3 separate regions of the Mus musculus genome follow, and regions 1 and 2 are each linked to region 3. Evidence: chromatin contacts called from public ChIA-PET data. All regions are on one chromosome and are shown on one strand. Each heading gives the region's core, a stretch centred on a gene start, on an enhancer-like site or on the middle of the called end of the contact. The rest is flanking DNA. Distances are from core to core; before and after follow the strand shown. Region 1 holds the start of Trmt1l (tRNA methyltransferase 1 like). Region 2 holds the start of Rnf2 (ring finger protein 2). Region 3 overlaps Gm36297 (a long non-coding RNA gene).

Region 1 (4,738 bases), core at 2,144-4,643, 350 kb before region 3:
CGAATCTCAGGCTTCAGTCAGTATGCTCAGTAATTTAAAACCTTAAGAATTCAAATTCAATTTTTGATGCTGCCATCATTCGTCCCATCTCTGCTCCCTCACATTCTCAGTCCCTCATTCACTCGTGCGTAAAATCTTTCCTTTTTTGCCTTTTTTTCTTTTCTTTTCATTCTTTTTTCGAGGCAGGGTTTCTCTGTGTAGTTCTGGCTGTCCTGGAACTCACTCTGTAGACCAGGCTGGCCTCAAACTCAGAAATCCGCCTGCTTCTGCCTCCCGAGTGCTGGGGTCAAAGGCATGCGCCACCATGCCCGGCTCTTTTTTGCCTTTCTTACAGTAAACAATAAAAGGGCAGCAGTTGTACTTGATTCATCTTTCTGATGACTAACGGTCAAGTTCAGGAACTGCTACTCAGCAGACACTGAGGATAGTTAAAGTTTTTAAAAACCATTAGCTGTTTTGAATGTAGTAGCACATTTTTATCACTGATTCTGGGATCTAACACCATCGGACGATTCTGCTCAAATGACAGTTTTCTAAGCAAAAGCAAGGAGTGACAAACATCATTGTATTACTGTCTTTATACTTTTCTTTCTTGAGATAGGAGCTCACTATATAGCTACGACTCTTCTGGAACTATGTAGCCTATGCTGGCTTCAAACTCATTATCCTCCTACTTCAGCTTCTCAAATTCGGGAATTACAGATATGAGCTTGATAAACTTCATATACTAGGCTTTGTTCAAAAACTTAGAATAAAATACAGGCCCAAAAAAGTAACTTAGTTTTTAGTTCGGATAGTGATGGTCCAAAAAGAATTCATTTATACAAACTAAACTACCACATTTGAAATCGAGAAAGGTTCTGTTTCATAGTTCAGGCATGTATGTGCAATAGGATATATAATGCTGCATAAAAGATATGCCTCCTGGATTATTCTGTTAGGCAGTACAATATAAGAGGATCCTAATAAAATTAATAAGTTAGAAAAAGAAAACTGAAAATTATCTAGTCCACTATTGAAGGAAAATTTCAAAACCTGTCTGAAAATTCTTTTTATATCTTTCTAATCTTTTCTGGTTCAACATGGTAATATCATTCTGTATTTAAACACTCTTTTTTTTTTTTTTTTTTTTTTGGTTTTTCAAGACAGGGTTTCTCTGTGTAGCCCTGGCTGTCCTGGAGCTCACTTTGTAGACCAGACTGGCCTTGAACTCAGAAATCCACCTGCCTCTGCCTCCCGAGTGCTGGGATTAAAGGCGTGCGCCACCACGCCCGGCACACTCCTTTTTTTTTTTTTTTAAATAGCATACTCATAATCAATAAAGTAAACCTGTTAAATCAGACAAACCCAATATACTAGAAGGTTCTTTCACAATTTCTTCTGTTACTTTTTCCTCAAATTTCAATTCTATTTCAGAATCACCATTTTCATCTTGCCTAGCTGCTACTGCCTTCAAAGGACTAACTAGATCTGAAAATACATTTTCAAAGGATTAGTGCGTGTTTAAAGGTTTCAACAGCACAAATTCTTCACAGTAGAAATTTGTAATTGTTGTAGCACATATAATCAAATGTTTGCAACCCTCTTCCCCTAAGACAGACTTTTGGGACAATGTCTCCCTAGGCAGCTCAGGTTGATCTCCAAGCTACCAGGCCTGCCTGAATCTCTGGAGTGTTAGGATTACAGGCATACATACCATGAGGAGTCACTATGCCCCATGAGGCATTTTAAGGCATTAAAATGGTGAAGAAGTAAAGAAGCATTCCCCAAACAGCTGAACTATGTCCGATTTAAACATGATCAGGTGGGTGGTAGCTATTCCCTTAACAGTGTAAAAGTCCCTATCCATCAGGTTGTATGTAGAGGGAGAAAAGGCCTTGTTTTGCACTAAAAGCTGTGATCCCAAATGATGAGTCTACTGGATGATTTTTGTCTTTCCTGGGATCAATTCTGCTGCTCTTGAATGTGGTTGTAGAACTGCAAAATAATTCTCTTAGATTATGACTGTTTTATGTACATTTAACCCCCAACTGGCCTAGAAATATGAATTAATTCCTCACGCGATAATTCAGAAGGAGTATAAAGATCCATTTATGGACCACAGATTTGTTGAAAAAAAAAACAAAACTCGTTGAATTTTTTTTTTTTAGGCCCGCTGTGCAAAATGTTAAGAAGATCCTTAAAATGCTAATAATTATCAGTCTTATGTTTCTTATATGAACCGAAAAACCACCACTCGGAACATGTATAAACACATTCAGAAAATAAAAATATGGGCTATACGTTTTCACGATCGTTGTCCTTTGGAATGAAGTACAAAGCTCAATTAGTATTTGGCAGATACAAGAGACGGAGTTTCTATTCTCGGGAGCAAAGTATACTCCAGCAATGAGACAAATCCATCAGTGTGTATAAGTCCTGACTGAAAAATGCTTTCAGTTTCTCAATCTTGATCTACTACTACCTTAGTACCTCCATTACTGTAACACAGTGGAAAGTTTTAAAACTATTGTAGACTGGGTTGAGATGGAAACTACTAAAGACACTAACGGACACAGCCACTAATTTCATTGTTTATTTTTCTCTGCCTCACGCCTGGCCTTCATATATCCTTCAGGATGATATCCTCGAGGTTTATGGAAGAAGTATCCCTTTCCATGCTGTATTCCTTTTACTCTTACCTGCCGCTCTGGTTCCTCCTCCTCCTCCCATTTTTCTAAATTTGCCTTTCCACATTAAAAAAAACACCCTGGAGAAGGGCCTCCCCTATTCCCCAGCGAGGCATGGTTTCTCGCTTCTCTGCGGCAGAGAGATCAGGCCGTCTGCACTTACTGCTTTCAGCCTCCTCGGGGACAGAGGCTAGGGACGGGGACAGGGCCGGAGCCGGGGCCGGGGCAAGGGCTGGGGCTGGATCCGAGTCCGGCGTCGGAGCCGAGTCCAGAGCCGTATCTGCGGCCGGAGCTGGGACCGGAGCCGAATCCGGGGCCCGGGTCGGGACCCTGACCTGGGCCTCCTCCTTCTCCTGGGGTAGCAGCTCCTCCTCCGCCATATTCTCCATAGTTACGGCCTCCGAGCCAGGGGACGCGGAGGGGACTCGCGGCGGAGTGGGTTAATAGACGTTAATGCACACAGGGCTGGATCCAAGGGCGGGGAAGCAATTGGGAAGGCTGTACGCGTGCCACAGACAAACGGCGGAGCTCCAGTGACCCAACCCTGTCAGCAGAAAAACTGAAAGCCAGAGGCAGCGGTTCGACCCTTCGCCGGCTTCCCCTTCCCCGAGGCGTTACGACGCCACCACAGACTGCGCAGAAGCGTGTGGCGGACAGTGTCCAATGAGGAAAAAGAGTTCCGTTTCCTCGGTACGTCCTCTGCATCACTGGCCGCCACCGAACCGAAATAAGACTACAACACCCAGGAGGCATCGCGCCTCATGGGCGGTGCTCAGTTCCGGTCCTTGGAGGAAACACACACAGAGCGCCGAGAACTCTAGAATTGCCTGGAGCGTTCGGCTCCTGGCGGGGGTCCGAGTACAGAACTACATTTCCCAGTGTGCAGCGGGCTCTGGGAAGGCGCTTTGGGTGTCCGACTGGTCCGGGGAATCGCCACTGTCGCTGTGGCTGCTGCTGCCGCGGACTCAGGTAAGTTAGGGTATTCCGGGCGCGTGGACATCTCTCTGGGCGACAGCTTTTCACTGCTGGCCTCCTGTACCCGGACGTCGGTCGGGCTCGGGACCCGCGAGCTGAGGTCTGGGCCGGGCGACTGCGGGGGCTGGTCGGAGGTCGGCCGGCTCGTGGAGTGTGTGGCCGGGTTGCTCCAGCTGGACCTGAGGCGGTGGGGGGACCGATGGCGGCTTGTGTGGGGGTGGGCCGAGGCAGTTTATGAATCCCAGAAGCACTTTTCTGTCAGCCCCCTGAGGTAGAGTCCTGACTCCGCTCTCCACAACTTTCCCCCCCACAACTTGCGACCCGGACGCTCTTCACTTTTTCAATTTTGCCTCTAGGTTAAGGATAGCAGAATAGGCGCGGTGTGGTTGTAGGAGATTGTTTTGCAGTTTTGACCTGTTTTGTTTTGTTTTTTTTTAGGCTTTTACTAACAAATGTATCACTTTGATGCATTTCAGATTCTCTAAGGAATATGGCCAGGGAATCCTCTGCGCCTCAAGTTTTATAAATATATATATCCTGGACTTGTTTATCACCGAAGTCTTATTTGTTCTCTTCACTTTATTTCTAATAAGCACACTGGAGCAGACTGGAAAAACAAAACAAAAACAACCCAAATTGATCTTTCTTTCAGGTTGCCTGCTTCGGACTGTCTTGAGCGTTTAAGGCAAGAGGGGAGGTTCTCAGGTTTTTTTCCTCTGTTGGGAAACCATAGGAGACGGTGTGTGATTGTTTGTTACTTTGAAATGCTGTCTGGAAGTTTTGCTCTCTCATTGTCCTTCCTAGTTGGAGTGTTTGAAGGTGTTTTTCCTTCCCCAGTTTAACGTAAACTTTGTCCCCACCAGTCTTTTGCAAGTTCTAAAGCCCTTAAGGGCTACGAATGTACTTATCTCAGTGGTAAAGTATTTGCTTAGCTCCTTAGCTTAAAGGTCAGAAGCCTGGCCCCACAAGACGACTGAAGGCCTTTTAACCGCTTTTGGACTAGGATTCCTATGTGGGGAGTTAACTATTTAACGATTAAAAGTGAGACAATAGCACCTATTACAACCTGTAGAAATGGTAACTAGGACCAGAGA
Region 2 (4,537 bases), core at 328-2,827, 430 kb before region 3:
TAAAGACAATCCTACTGTGACCCTTTAAATAGGATATTAGATTTACCTGTATCTTCTGTGCTCCCTATAAATGACGGCCTTCCTTAACACTGATTGACTGGCTTCAAGCAGTTACACATCACGATTTCCAGAAGCGTTTGAACTAGAGCAAAGAGTTCTCAATTATGAACATTCCGCTTTGATGGAAGGTCAGTGTTTCTGCTCCAGACTACCCGTCTCCAGAGGATGGAGGAACACAACACTCGGGGTTATTTTGGCTTTGATTCACATCCCGGGAAAAGTTTAACCTTGGGCTTTTTAAATTGCTAGAGTGGACAGTAAGTGTGAGCACCAATCCTGGTTGGTCACATCTGGGATTAACAAAACACCAAACAACTGAGCACACTCGTGAATGTTTTCTTGATTGGATCATTCAAGCCTTGAAGTCCCATCTGAACTCTTTGCCACACCTTCTGTGGTAGCATACAAAAAAGGAAGGGGTGAGTAGAAAGCTTTCGCCAGCAAGATCTGATGCTGAGACATTACTTTACTGATATTAAAAAACACTTCTTTGGATTCCAACATAGGCCAACGACCCGCTGACACAGCCAGCACCAAGGGCTTAAAACTACTAGGTTCTTCACCTTGTAGTTTGGAGACAGTACTGTTGGCTTAGACCACAGCCTGTAAGCCACTCTAATACCCACCCCACCTCTCTCTATATTGCATATACTTAATATCCCCCCTCTCTATATGCTGAATATATTTAATATATATGCATTCTATTAGTTGTTTCTATAGAAAACCCCGAATAATACAATAAGTAAGAAAATTTTAAGCCACAGAAAAGGAATTCCATAATAACGTTACTGGAAGCTATAAGCCACCTCGCCCAATTTCAGTGCAGTGCAAATTAAGTGCCTTCCCATTTATCATCTGCTATTCTTGATTATCCTTTCAAGAGACCATGACCAATGAAACATTTTGAAGTTAGGGAACTTTTTTTCCTACGTGTTACTTAAAAGTTAAATGCAGGAATTACCGAGTGACAACTTGCAGGCTATTTTTTTGGGTAGTGGTGGTGGTAATGACAACTATCTATGGCTACTTATATTTTCAAATTCAGAACACTGAAAGCGTCAAGGAGGTCGATATAAAGAGTAGCAAGGAGATCATTAGGGACGTACTAACAAGCGCCTATTTCCAGAGTTGAAGGTCACTTTCCTTAGATCTTGCTGGCTTTGTATGCCTTAGAGATCCAAAGTCCGGAAAGTTCTGCAGCAGAAACCCTGAGGATTTACTTGGGCTGGGATGACTACGAGGACGAGGACGAAGTCAGGGGCTGGAAGCCCAAATCGAAACCTCAGCAGCGGGAGGGAAGGCGCAACCTGTGGGCTCAGACAGGCCCAGAAAGGCTCCAGGACGGGGGAAACAGACAGAAAGAAGACGCCCAAGTCAGCAGGCGTTGGCTGGGGGCTGCGCCGGCGCTGGGGGCGTCTGGCGAGCTGTAGCCACGGGCGGGGGCGGAGCCAGGGCCAGGGTGTGGGCGTGGCCCGGCGGTCCGGGCCTGCACTAGGCACGCCCCTTCCCCTACGCCAGGGGCCTCCCCGCGCGGTGCGCGTCCGCGTCCCGCGCCTCCGCCTCCTCGCTCGCTCGCTCGCTCGCTCGCTCCTTCCCGCCCTCCCCGCAGCTCCGGCCGAGCCGGCTCCCCCCTCCCCAGTCTCTCATGAATATTGAGCGGCCCCTGTTGTATTTCCCGAGCTCCATTGCGGAAGCCGAGACTCGCCATATTGTGCGGCGGCGCCGGCGGTTGATTCTCGAGTCTCGCTCCGGCCACTGCCAGCGCACCCCCGGGCTGGGGCAGGAGCCGGTGAGCTAGGCAGGGAGGGGGATGGCGACGTCTGCGAGGGCGGCGGGCTGGGGCAGGGGCACCCGGAACGGGCCGCGGCCCGAGCGGCGGCGGGGCTGGGGGTGTGTGTGTGTGTGTGTGTCCGCGGCCGCGAGGGGCCGTGAGGCGATGGCGCCGCCGCCCCCGGCCGTTCGCTCCGCCGCTCGCGGCCCGCCCGGGAGGGCTCATTGTTCGCGGCCCGTGAGCACCGGGCTGGCGAAGCGTCCGGAGCCCTTCGGGGAAGCGCACCCGCGCGGCCCTGGGCTTACGGCGGCCGGGGCCTCGAGGGCGGCACCGGAGCGCTGGGAGAACTTAGCCCTGGGCTTGCTCGCGGGGCCCGGAGGTCGGCGCCGTGGGGGCGGGGAGGGGCGCTCCGGGCCGACAGCTCTCCTTTGGGACCTGGCACCGGGGTGGGCTCGGGATCCCCTCTCGGCCCCACATTCCTGGAGAGCCGCCGCCTGCCCCGGAGTATCTGTTGCCGCCTCCGCGAGCCACGGGCTCACCCTGGAGGCGGTGTTGGGGGAGGGGGCGACTCCGTGGGTTCGAGCTGCTTCGCGTTTTGACCCCGGGCTGTGTTTGCCGAAATCCTTGGTCCACTCCCTCTGCCTGTCGGCTCCCGAGTCCCGGCCCTTGTTAGAATCGTTTCCTCGCTTCAGAAGTCGCCTTCATACTCGCAGAGATATTGTTGTTGGTTTAAAAAAAAAAAAAAAAAAAAAGGTCGGTCTTGGAAACTTTGAGGTTCCTTTCTTTGCTTTTGCCCACCGGAACAGATTACCGATTCATGTCCCCGAAGCCCCGTTGGGTGTCTTTTTAAAGAAGCTGTCGGAAGTTTGTATGCCTTGTGACTTGTTGTGGAAATGTCAGACTTTCTACACGGTGTGTGAAAAAGCTTAGCTAGGCTTTTAAGTATTTGGTATGCGGTTATTTCTTTTGAAATAAAAAAAAAGGAAGGCATAGTGTCAAGTAATTTAAGCCATATTTTAATTAAAAGTACCATAAGTCATTTGCATTCAATTATTTTTTGATAGTTTCGAGATAATCAACTGGAGTACTTAGTGGAATTGGTATCTAATTATTTGTAATTGTTGAATATTTTAATAAAGCAAATGTCGGGTTTTGAGATTTATTTTATTTTTATTTATTTACTTTTGCAAGCGACCCATTCAGTATTTTGAGATTTATTTTATTTTTATTTATTTACTTTTGCCAGCGACCCATTCAGTATTGTCCAGGCAAGCTGGCCTCATACTCGATACTGAGTTTAAGGCAATCCTCCTGTCTCAGCTTCCCTGGTGACAAGATTATAGACATTCAACACAGCTGTCTTACATTTTGTGTCTTAAGTTGAACTTTTAACCTCTGATTTATAAAGAACTTAAACGGCAACAATATTACTCCTGGATATACCTCTTTGCCCTCTAAAATCTCTACTTGCTACAATCAACAGGTATCCTTTTTTAAAGACTTGATGGTAACATCTAATCTATTTAGTAAAATAACTGATAAATATATAACACTCCAGTTGTTAGGTATCACACCAAATATGGGTTTTTACTTTCTCCAAGTTTACTTATTTCTCTAAATCCCTCGTGTGGAAGGGACAGGGCAGTAGTTCAGATGAAGACTAAGTTGTAGACTTTAGACACATAGCTGACTTAGCTTTAGGAGTAGAGACAGGCCATCCTGGGCTACACAAAGAGCAGAGTGGGCTATGAGACTGTCTCACAAGCACAGACAAGGCAAAATCCAAGCCTCTAAAAGGAGACTTTATGATAGCCTTTATATTTGAAAAATAAGATAATGGTCCTCTAATGTGCTGCACAGAAAGCTTTCAGTTAGAACAAATAGTGTAACAGACACTACAGACATACAAAATACTGGAACTTTAGTGGGCTTTGTTATTTATTTAGTTTTGTTTTCTCTGTGGCTCATTTAAGACAGTGCCCAGGTAGAGTACACAGAAATGTAGACTTAAGTCATGTTTGGAATTTCATTAGTCTATTACTGATCTTAGGTTTTTGATGTCAGGACTGCCCAACCTCCTGCCTTGGCCACATAGGTTCCAGGATAGCTAAGAATGGCAACCCAGCAGCATGTCTGTAGATGACAGTGTCTTGTCACAGTGTCAGCTGGATGTGGTGGCACCTGACTTTAATTCCAGCACTTGAGAGGCAGAGGAAGTTTCCGAGTTCTAGGCCAGCTTGGAACTACATAGAGACCCAACCCCACCCGTCATCCCCCAACATACTCCCCCTAAAGGTTGAACACTCTGGACCTGATTCTGTGAGTCTTCGGTATTTCCTCTGTGGGTGTGTGGAGTAGAAATATAAGTTGTGATTTCACATAGATACTTTGAATTTGTAATGAGACCCATAGTGTTTAATTAGAAATTAGCTTTAGTGTGTCAGGAGCTAGCTAGGTAATCATAATGAGTACCTGATTGTAGATGCTAAGAAGGTGGGTGGCCCATTACCAGTTTTGTCCTGAGTAGAAAAACTCCAAAAGAGTTGGCCATGTACTCAATTCTTTTTTAAAGCTTTGTGGGCGTTTGGCAGCTGAAGTGGACTCGTGGATGAGGCTGGTAGTGTGTCCTATTGAGCTGAGCTGCAGTGTGCTACCAGCAATTCCAAGAAAAATGTCTGTTGCCTGCCTTCACACCTCTGAGATTGA
Region 3 (4,552 bases), core at 1,000-3,499:
TGTTATTGATTGTTCAAATGGACTCGTCCGTCTGAAACTGTCATTTCTTGGACATAGTTCCCCTTATTACTTGTAATAATTATTGTTGTATTTTATCCGGTCTCTCACTTCTGAGGGCCAGCGTTACAAGACAATGATGACTTCAACGGAAGACAGTTTGTTCTACCTTCTAACTCCTCAATAATGGCTCTTGTTTTCATTCCGTTTCTAAAATGGACACCATCAAGGATTGCTGATCATTCATTGTTCTCTGGAAAAGCAAAACATGTTTTTAACCAGGCTTACGAAGAAAGTTGACAATCATTATAAATAAGTTTATTTCTCAGAAAAATACAAGATTGTTATTAAAGTTTCCTAGGTCACTCCAGATAGTAAGTTAAAAAAAAAAATAAACTATTCATTATTTAGGTGTTTGTTAGTGGCAGCATTAATGTGAGAAACGAGGCGGGGAAATCATACAAACACAAATCCATTTTTGAGTCTTTGAGTTACACTGCAATGGATTATGGGATTGATTATGAGGTGAGAGACTATCTCCAGATATCTCGGGCACTACTCCATGTCCTTGGGCACCAAGAACAGAGTATAGATCATACTGTAGAGTTGCTCACTTTCACACTAGTGCAAAACTAGGTAGCTCTCACTAGCCTAGCAATGTGTGGAATACTTGTCAGAATTAAAGGACATGGTGTTGTTTTTAAAGGCATCTACCAAACTCCAAACAAAAAGAGAAGCCACGAGCAGAAGCCAGGGAGAGGTTTGTGTCTTTGTTGATTATCCTTAACCATTGACAACCAAACTTTATCACCTCCCCTGACCCTCTTTGGAGAGAAGCTATTCATCTCTTGCTCGCCTGTAGACCCTCTGGAACTTACTCACACTTTATGATATTTTAGCAGTGCCCCAAGCTCATCTTGTCTCTGCTGTGAGTTCCTTATCCAGGGCAGCCTTTCTAACAGGTTCAGCATCTTCCCTTAGCAGTTCTTCATTCTCTTGTTGCCCAAGTTCTACGTAGCTAGTCTCTATCTTTCTCTAAACGGTATAAAAACTGTCCTGGATCAGAAAGCTGCTGCTCATGAGATGAAATTGCAGGTGGCACATTAGAACATGCTTTTCCCTAACAGCAGCACACTGACTTAGTCATCACACTTCCTCTATCCCAGCGATGCCAAAACTTACAAGCTTCGTGTACCCTGTCCTCCGGAAAATGACTTCCAAGTTCTTTTCTTCTTTGGAGGTAAATTGCTCATGTAGATTCCTAGAAAAGGAAATGTATTTCATGTCAGTTCCAGAGACAGCCTCACGTATGTGGCCTAATATGCCTTTTTAATGGTCTAGATCAAGTAATAGCCAAATGCAAAATTTAAAAATTATCCTTCCTTCTACCAGGAAGTCAACAAACACAAAGTAATTTCAGGATGGGTTCATACATAGGGGGAAAGAATAACTGTGCCATTGTACTTTTTGTTACTCAACAGGTTCAGGACGCCCCTAACAACAGCTCTTGGTAGAGCAGAGGTTTGAGATCAGGTGTGAAACCTTGCAAAAGAGTCATTTTCCAGTTTCAGTGTTGCTGGAATATCACCACTGGGCAGAGGTGAGGCTTAAGCTCCAAACTTCCCCTTAAACTGTGTAGAATTGGCACCTCAGGCTTACAGGTCAGTTTCACAATCTGTAATATTCAGGTATGGCGGAGGTTTACCTAGAAAGACCAGAATCAATGTCTTAGATGTGGCAACCGAATATGTGTCTGTGTTCTAAGACAAGTGCGGCAGGGAAACCACTGAGGTAGACGACGTTCAGTCACTGCGATGTGTGCTTGCTGAGCAGCCACGCTAGCAGTGACAGTTTCCCTTTGCTTTCTCGTTTGAAAGCAAGCAGAGTTCAGAGCAAGCAGTGGTCCACTGGCTCTCTAAAGAAGATATAATGTGCTTTGTATTCCAAGATGATAATGAAGTTTATATCAGAGACACATGGTTGGACATGCTCATACTTTCCTCTGGCATCCCACAGTTAGGCATTCATCTTGTTTTATATTCACATATCCATGCAAAGGTCTTACCACTCCACGTTTGGTTTACTGTCGCCCATGTCTCATTTCCCCTCCAGCCCTTGCCTTGCCTCCCACTGGAACACCGAAGAGAGATGGAAAGGGGCGCACACGGAGGACACTCAGAACAGTCTGTAAGATTCAACTTATCTAAGAAACTGCTTGCAACTGAACTTTGATAGGCACGACTGTGGTGGCAAGAGAGAGAAGCAGTTTGAGGAAGTGCGTCTAGAAGATACTTAAAAAGGAATAGAGAGGAAGTTCTCTGCCATGCATATGCAAATTCCGATTTGTATTTGAGCCTGCCAATAAATCCTTCTGGAAGTTTTTTTATTTTTTTTTTTTTTGCATTTATGTATTTTATGTCGCATTAAACTGTGCCATTTTTGGATTTATTCTTTATTTCTTTATTTATTTATTATATCTAAGTACTCTGTAGTTGTCTTCAGATGCACCAGAAGAGGGCGTCAGATCTCATTACGGATGGTTGTGAGCCACCATGTGGTTGATGGGATTTGAACTCAGGACCTTTGGAAGAGCTGTCAGTGTTCTTAACCACTGAGCCATCTCAGGCCGTGGATTTATTCTTAATAATCCATTTTGGAGAGTTTACATTGAGCTGCTGATAAAGACCATCTTCACTTAATGAAGCAAACTGGAAAGTATAGTGTGTTGTATGATCTTCATATATCATGGCTCCATTGCAGAATGAGCTTGGTTCTATTCTGAATACTGAAGAAATGTAGAAAGAAGGAGACTACATTTGGTGACAATTATGGAATGAAATTGAGGCACATGCGGGTGATATTTTTATTAATTGCCCTTCAGTATTCGTTTCCATTCTTAGCAATAGCTTTGGATTTTACCTTGCTGAGAATAAAGACTGTTTCCCATCTCGACTGAAGCAATTCGTGGCCACGTGCCTAAGTGCCGGAGAGTGGACTATGGGTAAAGGTATGCTACTTTCTCTATTTTTCCAAGAATGGGAAACGAAGGAAGCTTGTGAATAGAAATCTAGTCTTTTGGACCCTGGAGCTCCACATCAATGTTAAATAATCGACTTCTAGGGTTTTCTATGAGGAAGGAACTGGTTTGTTTAAACCTATATCATATTAGGTATAATTTTGGGGTAGGGGAAACAGGACAGAATTTCAACTGATGTGTAATTATAAATTTGGAGGTTGATTTTAGCATTTTTTTTCTGTTAAAGTGATGTCACGCTGAATTCTAGAGTTTGAGATTCTGTTTTTAGAGGCCTCACACTTTAGATTGGGCCACTCCTATTCAAGCTGAAGTAATGTTGATGTAAAAGCCAATATATGTTATTCAGTGGCTGTTATTCAAGTTTCTAAGAATAGAGAAGTGTGAAAGTAATCATTTGATTTGAATTATTGATTCCCCTTTTCTGAACAGAAGTGGGCTTCCTTTCTAGCTACGTTTGTCCTTAATATCACTCCACCTCAGATTGGGGCTCTCAGATAAACATAGTTTTAGTATTTCGGTCTTATAAAGAGATACAACGTTCACTTAAATTCACTCTGTGTAGAAGTGTGTAGCAGTGGGGGATGGGGGACTGGGGGTACCCGTCAGAAAGTCCCAGATGCCAGGAAAGCAAGAGGCTCCCAGGGCCCAACGGGAATAACATTAGCTGAAATACCCAACAAAGGGGAGAGAGAACCTGTAGAGACCATATCCAGAGGTTAGGCATGGCCCCTGGTTGAGGGATGGGGCCACCCACCTACCTCAAAAATTTTAACCCAGAATTGCTCCTGTCTAAAGGAAATACAGGGACAAAGAGTGGAGCAGAGACTGAAGGAAAGGCCATCCAGAGAATGCCCCACCTGGGGCTCCATCCCATATGCAGCCACCAAACTCAGACACTATTGGGGATGCCAAGAAGTGCTTGTTGACAGGATCCTGATATAGCTGTCTCCTTAGAGGCTGTGCCAGAGCCTGACAAATACAGATGCAGATGTTTGCAGCCAACCATCTGAGCACGGGGACACCAATGGAGGAGTTAGTGGAACAACTGAAGGAGCTGAAGGGGGTTGAAACCCATAGGAGGAACAACAATATCAACCAACCAGATCCCCCCTCCAGGGCTCCCAAGGACTAGACCACCAACCAAAGAGTACACATGGAGGGACCCATGGCTCCAGCTGTATATGTAGCAGAAGATGACCTTATCTGGCATCAATGGGAGGGGAGACCCTTGGTCCTGTGTAGACTTGATGCCCCAGCATAGGGGAATGCTAAAGCAATGAATTGGGAGTGGGTGGGGGAGCACCCTCATAGAAGCAGAGGGGAGGGGGAATGGGATAGGGAGTTTGCAGAGGGGAAACTGGGAAGGGGGATAACCCTTGAAATGTAAATAAGTAAAATAACCAATAAAAAACAAACAAACAAAAGAAAAAATTATTACTCTGGGCTGTGATTCATTTTTCACGATCTCTTTCCCAATCAGTCTTAAGTTTGGTGACCAACCCTTAGTGCATAGCCACG

Evidence for each region. ChIA-PET counts read pairs in DNA pulled down with a chosen protein or histone mark.
Region 1: a contact with region 3 is called in an RNA polymerase II ChIA-PET map of memory CD8 T cells, with 30 read pairs. The contact joins the promoter of Trmt1l here to the enhancer-like site in region 3. A contact is called at or near these places in 13 of 39 promoter capture datasets (the 3T3-L1 cell line, 3T3-L1-derived adipocytes, the C10 cell line and 10 more), 1 of 15 datasets of contacts at CTCF or cohesin (pro-B cells), 2 of 484 Hi-C or Micro-C datasets (bone marrow-derived macrophages and nephron progenitors), 30 of 115 datasets of contacts at active chromatin or transcription factors (the 230-238 cell line, the SCID.adh cell line, acute myeloid leukemia and 21 more) and 3 of 9 other capture datasets (adipose tissue, liver and pancreatic islet).
Region 2: a contact with region 3 is called in an RNA polymerase II ChIA-PET map of memory CD8 T cells, with 10 read pairs. The contact joins the promoter of Rnf2 here to the enhancer-like site in region 3. A contact is called at or near these places in 2 of 39 promoter capture datasets (cranial neural crest and pre-B cells), 2 of 484 Hi-C or Micro-C datasets (CD4 T cells and CD8 T cells) and 1 of 115 datasets of contacts at active chromatin or transcription factors (memory CD8 T cells).

Annotation. Positions count from the first base shown.
Region 1 is chr1:151,427,197-151,431,934 of GRCm38.p6, reverse strand. It overlaps Trmt1l (tRNA methyltransferase 1 like), which reads right to left and starts at 3,393. Exons shown (of 15, transcript NM_026876.4): 1 at 2,833-3,393. The coding sequence starts at 3,058. Swt1 (SWT1 RNA endoribonuclease homolog (S. cerevisiae)) reads left to right here and starts at 3,500. Exons shown (of 20, transcript NM_025819.4): 1 at 3,500-3,638.
Region 2 is chr1:151,498,031-151,502,567 of GRCm38.p6, reverse strand. Rnf2 (ring finger protein 2) reads left to right here and starts at 1,577. Exons shown (of 7, transcript NM_011277.3): 1 at 1,577-1,849.
Region 3 is chr1:151,072,353-151,076,904 of GRCm38.p6, reverse strand. It overlaps Gm36297 (a long non-coding RNA gene), which reads right to left. Exons shown (of 4, transcript XR_387468.4): 3 at 1,180-1,258; 4 at 1-250. It overlaps Gm36139 (a long non-coding RNA gene), which reads left to right. Exons shown (of 3, transcript XR_387463.3): 2 at 1,479-1,597; 3 at 2,110-2,445. Among named protein-coding and RNA genes, the nearest start is that of Gm36077, 9.3 kb to the left of the region's middle. Within about 2 kb of position 2,249, at least 51 of the 459 cell types and tissues checked have an H3K27ac peak or open chromatin away from gene starts, as enhancers often do. A contact at or near this core is called in CD8 T cells, bone marrow-derived macrophages, memory CD8 T cells and 1 more, where this site is marked.